Regions from separate parts of the Rattus norvegicus genome. Here region 2 is linked to region 1. The links are chromatin contacts, called in public Hi-C maps. All regions are on one chromosome and are shown on one strand. The core of a region is the stretch at or near the end of the contact, and the rest is flanking DNA. Distances in the headings are between cores, read along the strand shown.

The links. A called contact is a pair of places that touch in the nucleus more often than the background predicts.
Region 2: a contact with region 1 is called in a Hi-C map of liver, with 2.5 times the contacts expected there. The contact joins the enhancer-like site here to the promoter of Dhrs3 in region 1. A contact is called at or near these places in 5 of 12 Hi-C or Micro-C datasets (frontal cortex, kidney, liver and 2 more).

The regions. Positions count from the first base shown.
Region 1 is chr5:162,027,150-162,033,112 of GRCr8, reverse strand. Dhrs3 (dehydrogenase/reductase 3) reads right to left here and starts at 1,260. Exons shown (of 6, transcript NM_001037199.3): 1 at 767-1,260. The coding sequence starts at 961. The region is part of intron 1 of LOC103692519 (60S ribosomal protein L9 pseudogene); the gene reads right to left. LOC102550246 (a long non-coding RNA gene) reads left to right here and starts at 2,257. Exons shown (of 2, transcript XR_354400.4): 1 at 2,257-2,396; 2 at 3,790-5,236.
Region 2 is chr5:162,119,786-162,126,279 of GRCr8, reverse strand. It overlaps Vps13d (vacuolar protein sorting 13 homolog D), which reads left to right. Exons shown (of 70, transcript NM_001395589.1): 68 at 2,024-2,155. All of the region lies in intron 1 of LOC103692519 (60S ribosomal protein L9 pseudogene), which reads right to left. Among named protein-coding and RNA genes, the nearest start is that of Dhrs3, 91 kb to the right of the region's middle. Within about 2 kb of position 1,454, at least 15 of the 93 cell types and tissues checked have an H3K27ac peak or open chromatin away from gene starts, as enhancers often do. A contact at or near this core is called in liver, where this site is marked.

The DNA.
Region 1 (5,963 bases), core at 11-2,510:
GTCACCCACATAATAAGAGGAAGTGGTCAGTGGGGCACAGTGCTACCTTCCAATCCAGTGTGGGGGGGGGGTCAAGGTTGAAGGTGAGGACAAGGGCTCTTTATCAGGGGCTGGTTCCCCCCTACTCCTCTTTCAGGATTTTAAGGACCTGGGCCTCCCAGTCTTTCAGCCGGGATAGACCATCCACGTCAACTCCCTCCTTTACAAATCTGAACCGAGTACCCCCTCTATGTCCCTGCAGAGCGCAACCTCTCAGCTTGGGACTAGCCAGCGAGTTGCCAAGCAAAATACCAAGCGCAAGCTAGCAGGCGGCTTGGCTTCCAGCTCTACCCAGGGGCGCGCACACACCGCTCTCAGCAGGGTACCCGCAAAGAGAGAGAGAGGGCGCGCGGGGGGGGGGGGGGAGGTACTACACCTTAGGGAGTTATGCGGCAGAATCTGTGGGTATCCGAGGTGTGGTAGTTGGTAGGGGTAAATAGCCACCGAGATACCAATCCTGGGGGAGCCAAGCAGCTCAGGGCCTGCCAAAACAGAGTGTCCGGTGCCCGGGAAATTTACGAAGGTTGAAACCGACTTGCTTCGCAGTCCCAGGTGATGCGAGGAGTGGGTGGCCTAAGACTTTCAGATGGTTGGCGCTGGTTTCCGCACCCGCAGCAGGTGGGAGCACCCCCCACGACCGCCTCCCCCTCCTCGCAAGCCAGAGTCCCTTTACCCTCAGAGCCCACTTCCAGGTGTCGCAGTGCCACCCCGCCCCCACGCCGTGTACCTTTCTGGCGCCACGCTCTGCGAACTCCCGAGCGAGGTGGCGTCCGATGCCTCTCCCACCGCCGGTGATGAGGACTGACTCCCGCGACAAGTCCCGAAGCTTGGGGGGCAACACCAGTCCCACGGCTGCTTTGGTTACCAGATAGATCATTTGCAGAGGGAGCACTACCAGCGCGCCCAGCCATTTCCACACCATCCTCCGCGCGGCGGAGCCGGGCACAGGGGGAGGAGGTAGGAGGCGGTGGACAAAACTCCCCGGACTAAGCAAAACAGGAATTAAAAAAGGAAAGAAAGAAACACCCCCAAACAATAATAAACTAAATAAAGAAAAAGAGGCGTCCCACCTGGCCAACCTTGAACTGATCTCTTTCCAGATGCAAAGGACTGGGCGAGGAAAAATGGGGGGAAAAAGAAGAACAAGAAAAAGAAAAAAAACAAAAAACAAAAAACTCTGCTCTGGTTGAGAGGAAAAAAGCGTCTCAGAAGATTGGGACGGTGAGAGGGGCGGAGGGGAGTCCAGGGGTGGGAAGTTTTAACAAGAAGTTTCTTGCCCCCAACAGCCTTTCGGCCGGGAAATTCACAGGTAATGTTTACAGACCGACAGAGGAGTTTAGGCAAGGCCAGGGACGGAAAAAAAAAAAGCACCAACCACAAGCGCGCACACAGCTACAGTCCGCGGTTTCAAAGTGCAAGATTAAAAAAACAAACAAACAAAAAAGCTGTTTCCCAATTGTAGCGCCCCCTCCAACTTTCTCCAGAAAAAGAAAGGATGGAAAAAAAAAAAAACCTAAAAAACCACACACAAAAACACCACACACAAAACCTGGGGAGTGATTGCAGCTCCCAATTTCAGTCCGCGAAAGTCTCCCGACTCATTGCTATTCTTGGGCTCAGGAAATTGCTTAAACGCGATCTGATTGCCAGCACCGTGCAGGAGAAGTGGGGGGTCCGGGTGTCAGTTTCTTCCCGTGCACAGCTCGCCCTCGCGCGCGCCCGCTCTCTCGGGCTCTCTCCTCCCTCTCTTGCAGCCCGGGCTGGGAGTTGCCGCTCGGTGTGGCTCCCTCTTTCTTCCCCCCTCCCCTTTAGTATTTATTGCCTTCTTTTTTGTTCTTTCCAACTTGGACGAGCCCGGACTGTGGAGCACTCGTGGATAGGACGTCCTAGTTTGCACCGCCGTATTACTTCGTTCGCGGGGCAGCTGCGGGGAGGACCTAAAGGGCGCCCCCTCCTTTTTTTTTTTTTTTTTAATACCCCATTAAGTCTGATTGACAGTTAAAGTTGTTGGGAGGCTTCACTACCGTGCCTCTGAGTGGCTGCGGCGACTTCCCCTCCCCCTGCGCTGTGGCGGGGCACGCGCCTGGGCGCGCACCCGGTCTCGCTGCGTCTTGCACTCTCCTGGGACTTGCTTCTCTTTTCTGCAAGCTGGGACTTGCTGCCCTAGTCCCCGAGGGCTCGCAGCCGGAACTCGAACACGCCGCAACCAACTCAGGCAAGCCAGCTTACAGGATCAGACATTCCTCCCAGCCTGGGCCAGGTGACCACCCCAGAGCGGCGGGGCAAGCCGAGGGGAAACTTGCAATTGGGTCGCCAAGGGTTCATTTCAGGTCACTTGGTCATCCTCCTGCCTCCAGGTAGGACCAGGAAGTTAACGTTTCATCATCGCTTGATTCCCCTTTTCCTTCAAAGAGTGTGCATCTGAAGTTGTGTCAACGTGAAGTCTCTCACGTTGCAGTAGAGGGACCTCTTGGAAGCAGGATTTTTGCTTTGAGAGAAAGGGGAGCCGGGTAAAGGAACCTCTAACCCCAGGTGCCAATAAAATCCCCATAAGATTAGCTGGGAGCATATTTATTGCTTATCTGGGCTAGAATTACCTTGACTGACAGCAATTTCCTTAATAACAAAAGCCTGTAAATAACACGTCTTCAGACCTATGCCACTGTTCAGTTCGCCCCCTCTCTGGGTGCCCTTCCTTCACAGACCTGTTAGACACCCACCTTGTAACCTCTTGCCCACCCCTTGCAAGAACGTCTCCCTGTTGGGAGGGAGGGACCCAGCTATTTAGACTTGCCTGTTGCGGGAAGTCTAGGAGGTGAGTCAGAGAAGCAGGCCCAGTTAAAAGTGCTGATGAGACTTGCCGCCCGCCCCCTCTGCACATCTCTGGGCGGGAGAGGGAGAGACAGCCAGGGAGCCTGCCCTGTAATCTGGGGCAGCCCTTTCCAGCCCTAGACGTGTTCAGGCTGGGACTCCTGGGCCTCAGCCCCAAAGACTGATCCAGCAGGCCCTGGGTGCACAAGGAACTAACTGTGCTTTTACTATTCCCTGCCTGGGTGTGAACAAATCCCTTTGAGAAGTACAGATTTGGGAAGGTGGTGGAGATCACCTCCTCTTTTGTCAACTACTGTAGTTTTGGGGAGAAGTTGGCCTGAGAACTCCCGGTTTTTGGTGGAAGCAAAAGGGATGAAGGGGCTAGGAAGCCACTCTCCCGTGATCTGGTCTGACATTCCGCCCTCTAGCTGACCTCACTTTGGGGACTTTGTCATCCCATTTCCCAGGTTACCCAGCCAGGAAGTACAGGAGGGAGGGATTCAATCCAGACCTAATTTCTCTTCCTATCCCACCCCACTCTGGCAAGAAGGCAAGAGAGAGGTGGAGGACAGGCTTGGCCAAGGACTGCAGTGAAGAGTCCCCGCAGGCTCCATTCTTCTTTTTAAAGGACTGTCCGAAGGGCCGGCCATTGCCTTCATTAGATCCCACCCCACCATGGTGGCCATTTCTCCCCATCTTCCAGGTCTATAAAACAACAGGAAAGAAACGGCAGCCAGGGAGAGTCAGACTCTTGGCGCCCAGTAGTTGCTAAGGCCTCTGTAGGAGACTAGAGGAGACCCCAAAACTCTGCAGCGCTTCTGCACTCATCTTTTATCCTTGGAGACACCTAGTGGCTAATATGGAACACTGCACCTCTAAGCTTCTAGAGTTTTCAACACCCTGGTGGGGCTAATGAGCCTTTCTCTCTCTCCATTTAAGGCGAACACCCCAAGCCTTGTAAAGCTAAGGACTTGTAAAGATCACAGCCTCCTTTCAGAGCAAAGGTCACTAACACCCAGAGATCCATCCAGTCAAAGAACGACACATATTCATCCCATTCGCTTCAGATGCCAGACCAGCTGAGTGACCAGGACCGACCCCCGTCCATGTCCCCATAGGTGTGTGTTTGGGACAGAGGTGGAAAGACACACTGCGAACCCCAATGGACTTTCACAGGTGCCCTAATTTCCTGAATGGTCTGGGGAGGTGGGTGTCACATGCCCTCTCAACGCAAAAAGGAAGTTGGGCCCAACAGATATAAGTAACTCGTTCAGGTTGCTCCCTGTTGGGTCTGAGCTGGAGTCAGAGGGGAGCAACGACGACGACGACGACGACAACAACAACAACAACAACTCAAAATAGAAGAAAAACAACCCCTTCAACAAACAACCAAACAAAAACCTGCCAGGCAATTCCAAAAGGGACTGTCAGATCCAGGGGTCTGGTCTAGGATAAGGAATGGCCCTGTTTCTACTTGGTCTACTGTCAGGACGTGGATTTTGCGGGCCTGGTGTCTGTGAGCTTAAGGCTTCCTCCAGCATCAGCTTTCCAGAGATGAGCTGTAACTGTCTCTATCCAGCCCCCTCCCCACACCTCAGTTCCTAGGAAGACAGGGATGGAGGAGCACTAGGGTAGGGATGCACAGTTAAGTAGGCTGGTTCCAATAAGAACACTGTAGTATGAGATATGTGCTATTTGTCCATTCTGCTTTCTTGACACAGGAGGTACAGCGTCTGACTCTAGAGGGAAGTTTGAAATTTTGCAGCCCAGCCTTGGGCGGAGGGCCCCATACTTTTTTCATTTCTCTGCTGACAACGTGAAAGGAGCCTTTGTGGGCTTGATGGGAGAAGTGAGCAGAACTAACTTTTCCATGACTCAGCCCTGCTGGGGCTGGGCACAGCTGGGGAGGTGCAAGAAACAACCCTCCTGTAGGGCCAGTTTTAACCTTGTGGCTGAGCTGCCTTCCAACTTTGCTGGTTTGCAATTAAGGACAGTGAAAAGAGGTTGCTGGCCTTACGTAGGCTGTCTAGGGACTGGGGAGATGTTTCTTGGTGGGTAACAGCACTTGCTGTGTGTGCCAACTTGACACAAACTGGAGTCATCTGAGAGAAAGAGAATTTAATGGAGAAATCATCTCCGTAGTATCAGGCTGTAGGCTGATTGATGTGGGAGGGTCCAGCTCCTTGTGGGTGGTGCCATCCCTGGGCTGGTGGTCTTGGATGCTATAAGATAGCAGGCTGAGCAAGCCATAGAGAGCAAGCCAGTACTAAGTAGCCCCACTCCACGGACTCTGTATCAGCTCCTGCCTCTAGGGTCCTGTCCTAACTTCCTTTGATGATAGTCTATGATGTAGAAGTAGACGTGAAATAAACCCTTTCTTCTCCAAGTTGCTTTTGGTTATGATATTTCATCACAGCAAAAGAAAACCTAATTACGACACTGTGCAAGCATGAGGACCTGAGGTTTGGTTCTCAGGATCAATGTAAAAAGATAGATGTGGCCACGTGCTCCTATAGTCCCAGGACAGCGGGTGGAAGTGGGCGGGGCCAGCTGGTGGGTGGATCCTTGCTTGGCAGCTAGCCAGTCACTCCCATGAGTGAGCTTGCGCACTCAGACAAGGCGGAGGACTACCTAACGAGTCAGCTTTACATGGTCCTGAGGGAGATAGCGGCTTACTGACCACAGAGCCTGCTCTGTTTTCCACCCAGCACCAAGCGTTGTCGCCATTGCAACTGAGCCTTCAAGGATCCTCTAAGACATAGCAGGGCAGGCCTCAAGCCTTGTTCAGTGTCAGGGTAACTCCATGCTACAGTCAGACAGCTGGAGCAATGAGCTCGGCGACCTGCAGTGCTCCCTTCCCTCCAAAGGGACTGGCATCTGGGAAGTTGTATCTTAGAAGCCAATACTGGTACCCACTACTGAGCTACTCTGCCCCCTCACCCATCTCCGGTTCCTTCATTTTTTGCAGTTTTGGGGATGGAAGCCAGGGTGTGGCCAGGGCAAGGGATCTATTACTGAGCTCCCAGCCTGGTTCAGCTCTTTAGTCTGGAACAGAGTTTGAAATGTTCAGTATACACATACATACACATGCATACACATCAGATACACAGAGA
Region 2 (6,494 bases), core at 205-2,704, 93 kb before region 1:
CTCCAGAGGAAGCCACTAAGCCAGGGAATAAACTTTATGGTGACATGCTGTACACTTTCTTCCGTTTTAAGCTGGCCTGCAGTTGGTGTGACTTCTAGGAGCTCAGGAGCAGAAGCCTGCCACCTTTCATTGGTTTGCCAGTCTTTATCGGTTCCTTCAGAGGGATGGAAAGCTCACAGTCAGTTTTTCCCTTACCCTGCTATTATGCACTACGGAAAGCTGGTATCTTGAAAGGAACAGGATGGGGTTGGGGATTTAGCTCAGCGGTAGAGCGCTTGCCTAGGAAGCGCAAGGCCCTGGGTTCGGTCCCCAGCTCCAAAAAAAAAAAAGAAGAAAGGAACAGGACACATATCCACAAAGGTTAAGGTTTCATATCTGGTCTTTGCTTCCCTAGTGGACTAGACATAGTCACCTTGGACCTTTCTCTAGAAAGAAGAGATGATGCTCAGAAGCCTCTTAGGCAAGAGAACCATGGGATTGCCTTGGGGAAGACATGTTATTGATCAGTCTAGACAGTGAAATGATAGTGATTATTTCACCAGACCAGGAAACTAGGACAGGCCATCTGGAAAGCCCACCCAGCCCCTTCCTGCGGGCCCCTTGCATATGGTGATCTGCTAGCATCCATAGATTAACAGTTATGAAGTTCCTCTCCTGGTGGACTCACAATGTCTGCCAACACCACCATTCCTGCTTTTGGGGGAACTTGGTGGTAAGCACATTAGTAAGCCTAAACCTTGAAAGAGGAATGGAGACTAAGCATAGTAGGAATATGTAAATATGTTCTATAAATGGAACCAACCCATTGCCCAGTCCCTCATGCAAGTCACTCCTGAAAACACAGCCAGAGGACCTAAGTGCCCTCACACCTAAATGTTTGAGAATTGTCTGGGAGTGGGAGACCCTCTGGCTTCCTAAGAACTATCACACACATACACCTCCCCCACCCCTTCACCCCCATGGCATCTGGACCCACAACCTGGTGAACTCAGACTAACCCATGTGCAGAAACACTTGCAGTGATCGTAGCGCTGCAGATAGCCTATAGCAGTTCCAGACTTCTGTTTCCAGGATCCTGCCCAGACTTGCCCTACAGAGGACTTCTTCCTGGTTAGTCTGTCTCCACTACCACTAGTACGTGGTTCTAAAGTGCTGATTCAGTGTGGCTGCCTGTTCCCCTCTTTGAGGTATGTCTAGAGAGGGATGTTTTGCTTCAGTGGGTTCCAGGAACAAATAATAAAAAGTACAGCAAGTACACGGCTAAGGACAGACCCAGGACACTCTTATCAGTCATCTGAAGTATGTGCTGTCTGTCCAAGACAAATATGGACTCCTGTTTCTAGGAAAACACCAAAAAGTATTTATCAATTATCCTGTCTATGGTTGGTGGAGAAAGACAACAGCAGCCGACCCTGAAAGCCATAGCAAAGCAGATTCCTTTAGGCAACCAACAGCCAAGGGCATGAGTTAGGGCTGCTCCTGTGGCCTGGGACTAGTCCCCTCACGTGGCTGCTGCATTCCTTACCCTTTACCAGGGAGACTGAGCTCACACCACAGGAGCCTGGCAGCATAGCAGATTCACACTAAAGCCTAGGGCCCTGCTGTGTTCTTCCTGAACCCATTGCATGTCCCCAGAGGACCGCCCCAAAGGGATCCCTAGCAAAATGGTGTGGGCCACAGGGAGGCTCATGATAATCATCGTAAATAGCCATGGTGTAGGCAATCTATGCTCTCTAGCAGAAGCCCAGTGAGCACTTTTCTTGATTTCCCAGCCAACAGGTAGGTTGTGTCATCCCATTACACAGAAAGTGAAATGGACAGCTGAGGAAGTTAGCTGATTGAGCATCGTAATAATCTTATAGCCCAGATTGTGAAGTCCAGTCTGAATTCACAGTGGGCAGGATAGACCACACGGGCCTACAGCAACTGGATCCTGTCTATTAAGCAATGCCTTTTTAAATGAGGAGGGAAAATCTTTGTAACTATGACACTTTAACCTCTTCTTGTCCATTTGCCCTTCTAGGACCCAAGCCCAGAGGGTTCGGAAACCACGTTGCTGCACTGGACCCCAGGGGCTGCTTCCTCGATATTCTGAGAGCCAGGCAGAAGGACAGGAACAGCTCTTCAAGTTAACAGACAACATCCAGGACGAGTTGTAAGTGGGGAGGTGGAGAAACAGCCCATTGGTCTACTGTGTTGCCTCCTCTGTCTTTGAGAAATTTTCCTATGGGCCAGGAGCCTCATGCTGACACAACCCTGGAAGAGACTAAAGAATCACTTGTCCTAAATGGCAGGTTGTAAATGGTCATTACCAGAGGGAGTGGCTCAGCCTGCGGCTCCCAGCCTGCTCCAGAGCAGACCTTGCTATGTTGTCTCTGCGCTATCAGTCTCGGTAGTCAGTTCAGAGCGGCCAGTGCATGAGATATTCTCAGTCTTAAGGGATTTTTGTCCCATAATTTTTTTTTTAACTTTAGTATCTAGTGTTTGCTAGAGAATGCTAACAAACTGAAACCAAGTAGCAAATTATTACCCTTTGAATATTCTGGAAATGCAGTTTTCTTAATTATTTTGTCACTCTTACACATTTTCAGCTAGTGAGATTATTCTTAGCTGACATGGTAGCCATGGCAGTCTCTGGCACTATTTTGTGGAAATCCTCAGAATGAATGTAGGTGCTCTGTGACTTGACCAAATGTGAGAGGACTGAATTTGGGGTGTAGAAATGCCCTGGTGTAATGTGTGTCCTCTAAAGTGAAGCAAGCTAGGGAGGTTCTGGCATTGTGGATATTGCTGGCTGGTGGAAGAGTTCAGGGGAAGATTAGCTCCTGGGGGTGTCCTTCAGTATCATTGGTTGAGACAGTACAAGAAGACTCATTCCCCATTTCATATCTTGTTTGAATGAGGACATAGAAAATGAAGTCTAGAATTTTAGAGATGGGATATGGGGTCTCCCTAAGTGTATCTTGCCTTGGTATCATTGGAATGTCTCTAAATAACGCTGTGCGAGTCTTCCCTTGAGCCTGTTCTACCTTGAGCCTACCATAACAACATGCTGCACAGACTGAGTGACTTCAACAACAGAAACTTCCTCATTTCTGAGGCTAAGAGGATTAAGATCGTCCCATAAACTACATCATTGATGAGATCTTGGGCCTCAGACTTAGACCTAAAGAGTCATTTCTCGGCCAGGCAACATGATATAGACTGTACTAGAATGGCAGCCAGTGATGGCTAGGGTGTCCCACTCACTGGAGAACCCTCTGAACCTAGAATAGTGCCTGGAACTCAGATCAGTCAGTAAACTCAGCTGGAAAGCTGCAGTTCAATATCTGTGTTTACACACGTCCCATTTTTCATATCCCATGAGGATTTAGGGGGACTATCAAGGGTTAAGTGAGGGGTGAGAGATGTAGCTAAGCTGGTAGAATGTTTGCTTAGCATGCTCAGAGCCCCAGGTTCCATCCCCAGCACTGTGTGAACCAAGAGTAGTAGCATTTGCACTCAGGAAATGGAGGCAGGAGGATCACAAGTTCAAAGTCAGCCTCAGCTACCTTCCATACTCAGCCTGGCATCCCTGTCTCAAAAAGGAGGGTGGGCTAAGTAAAATTACAGATCTTTGTGTGTTAAATCTTAAATTCTTTGCTAACTTACCTCTATTCGATCCAAACCATCCCTTGTACTTCCCAACAAGATTCATTTATAATAGAATGACAATAAGGCCAGAAAAACACTGTGGACATATTGTATAGTCCAGGCACCATGGAGTTGCTGCCCACATGGTACACACCCTGGAAACAAGCCAGTGAACTAAGGCCAGCAGTCAGGATGAAATCAGCAAAATGAGTTTCACCAAACACTTGAAGTTCATGTGATCTGGGCACAGTTGCTGGCTGAATTTTAATTTTGAAGATGAAGACCTTGTATCTCCTCCCACTCTGAAGGTGGAGCCTGGCCAGTGGGTGGTGAGGGAGGCATGTGACCTCAGTCTCCTGGGCATATAGGAGAGGTCACCAGGGGCTCTAGCAGACTCGGCTCGGAGTGTCCTCTGTTATCAGCCTGTACTCCGGGCTGTGTGAGTGGTCCAGTCATCCCTCTGCAGGAAGGGCGTTCTCAGGAAAAACACGGGTGCTGACTTCTACCTCTGACTTTTATCCTAGATGTGTAATTAAAAGCATGTTTAAAGACCTAATTATTTGCATATTCCCCTCAGAGTTAACCCGTTAAAGGGGTCTTTAATACCTTGCTCTACTGTTCTAACTAAATGTTTCCACATTTTTTTCCAGTTAGACTCACTGTTTCACTTCTGGAAAATATTGTGTAATTACTTCCTGATGGAGTGAAAACCCCACAAAGTCCCCCAGCACCACAGCAGCGTCAACTTTGATCTCCCACATCAAGTTGCATTTAGTTTTGTGGAGTTTTTTTCCATTTAATTAAACAGTACTGAACGGATTGTCACTGACATCCAATTCAAGGTCTGCTAAGTCTCCATCGCAGGCTCATCAATGCCGTGCGCCTCTTTTACTTCCTGTTCCCTCCATCTTAAATCAGGATCCTGTGTGAAGATGATCTTAAAGTAACACTTACTCTGTGTGGTTAACTTTTCCGAACAATGCCTAGTTTGTGGCTAGCAGTCACCCTTTGGATGTTTTTGTTTGTTTGTCTTTTATGAATATCCACTTTGTTTCTAATATCTTATCAAGTTGGTCCATTCAGATTGCAGGCACAAAGACGATTCTGGATTTGTGATCCAGAAGCCGCCGTGCTCAGCAGCTTGGTCCCTGAGTTCTTTCATCATTTAGACAGAAAGGAATATTTAGGAGGGGTGGGGGTGGGGGGCTTGTAAACTTCAGGTTTTTCTCCTTAGGTGCTTGTCTCCTAGAGGCAGGGTAGGAGGGAATTTTGAAGACGAGGATCCTGAGGAAAGTAGCATGTTAAAATTGCTACCTTTCTCTTCTAATGGAACCAACTCATTTACATGGTTAGCAAAATCAGAAAGGATTCAGGAAATGAGGAATAGTGGAATCCCCTTTGCTCTGTCTGTCCCTCCTTCCTTTGCTGGGAATGGACTCCAGGGCCTTACATGACTAGGTGGGCACTGTTTCTCTCGATAACCTATCAGAAACATTTGACACCTGAAGACTTGTGTCCGGCAGCTTAGATAGAACTCAGTGGCTTGCTTGAAGTTCTGAGGGCGGCCCAGCCCCTGGCATCGCACAGCCAGTGTGGTAGCTGTGTGTCGCCAGGTTCCTCCATACCTCCTAGCATCCTTTCCCAATCTCTGAGGCCTTGCCCAGTGTTTCACTATGCGCCAGGTCAGTTACAACTTTGTGGTATTCCTCAGCAAGTCCACAGTCTAGCAAGTCAGACTTGCTTTGGAGGGGAGGGAGATAACAAAGGAGATAAACAGAGGTGTTCAGTTATTTCCCTTATTGCCAACTGCCTGTAACATAGACAGTTACTGTCCTAAGAGAAGCCTGAGCCACTTGTCGTGGGCCTCTGGTGGTTAGTTATGAAGAGAGGGCCTCTCTGTCCTCTTCTGGAAGGACAGAACTTATCCTGGTGCTTGCATTTGTTTGTCATCTTCCCTCTGCCCTCATAGGACAGATAGAGTGTCCCTCCTCTGTCACTCAAGAGGCTTTCCATCACCCCATGTGGGCCAGCAGCAGTGAAAAGTGGCTGTAGATAGAATTTGGAAAGCCATGGCCTCTGCTGCTCTGTTGGCTGGGGATGGGGTACAGTGCCTGTAGAATGCTGACCTGCAGATGGGCAGCCACAGAGAAAAGGGGGACTGAAAGGATATGTCAGTAGAATGAAAACCAATGCTTTGCCCCCTGAGTTAACTCCTCACAGAGCGAGCGACAAGTTCGGGATCAGGATCAGCAGAAGAAGGGTCTGCCCCAAGCTGTTTGAGTGACTTTTTGATGCAGTTTCTAGATTTGGGACGGAGGGGGAATGTCAAGCAGACTGACAGCAGTGGTGGTGATGGGACCCAAAACCTTGACCTTGGGTAATGGGTTACAGAGGAAGCCTCAGGGAAAATGGGGAAACAGCCACTGGCTGTCATTGCCTAACTTTCTTTCTTCTCCTGACCCAGCGCTCGGTTCTGATCTGCTTTTGGTTTAAAGGCTTCGGAACAGTGAATACAGTGAAAGCTGCGAGCTCCTAGGCCCAGAGTGGAGATACAGGCAATGAGGAATGCTATACTGAACCTGTTCTATCCCCACATGCATCTTCTCCATTTATCCTAACTGAAGGAGTTGGTAGGCAGCATCATCTCCCTCAGAGATGAAGGAACTGAGTCTCCAAGCTGTAAGCCACCTGATCAGAGCCCCAAACTTGTGGGCTCTCCTTTCTAACCTAGCTAAGATTTCCCTTACCATGCTGCCTGCTTTTTAGAAGCACCCGTGGCTCAGAGCCACAATTCCTTCTTATGTTTCCTGGCCTATAAGAGGATGCAAGCCATTTGCGGCCTCCCACAGGGAGTTGGGATG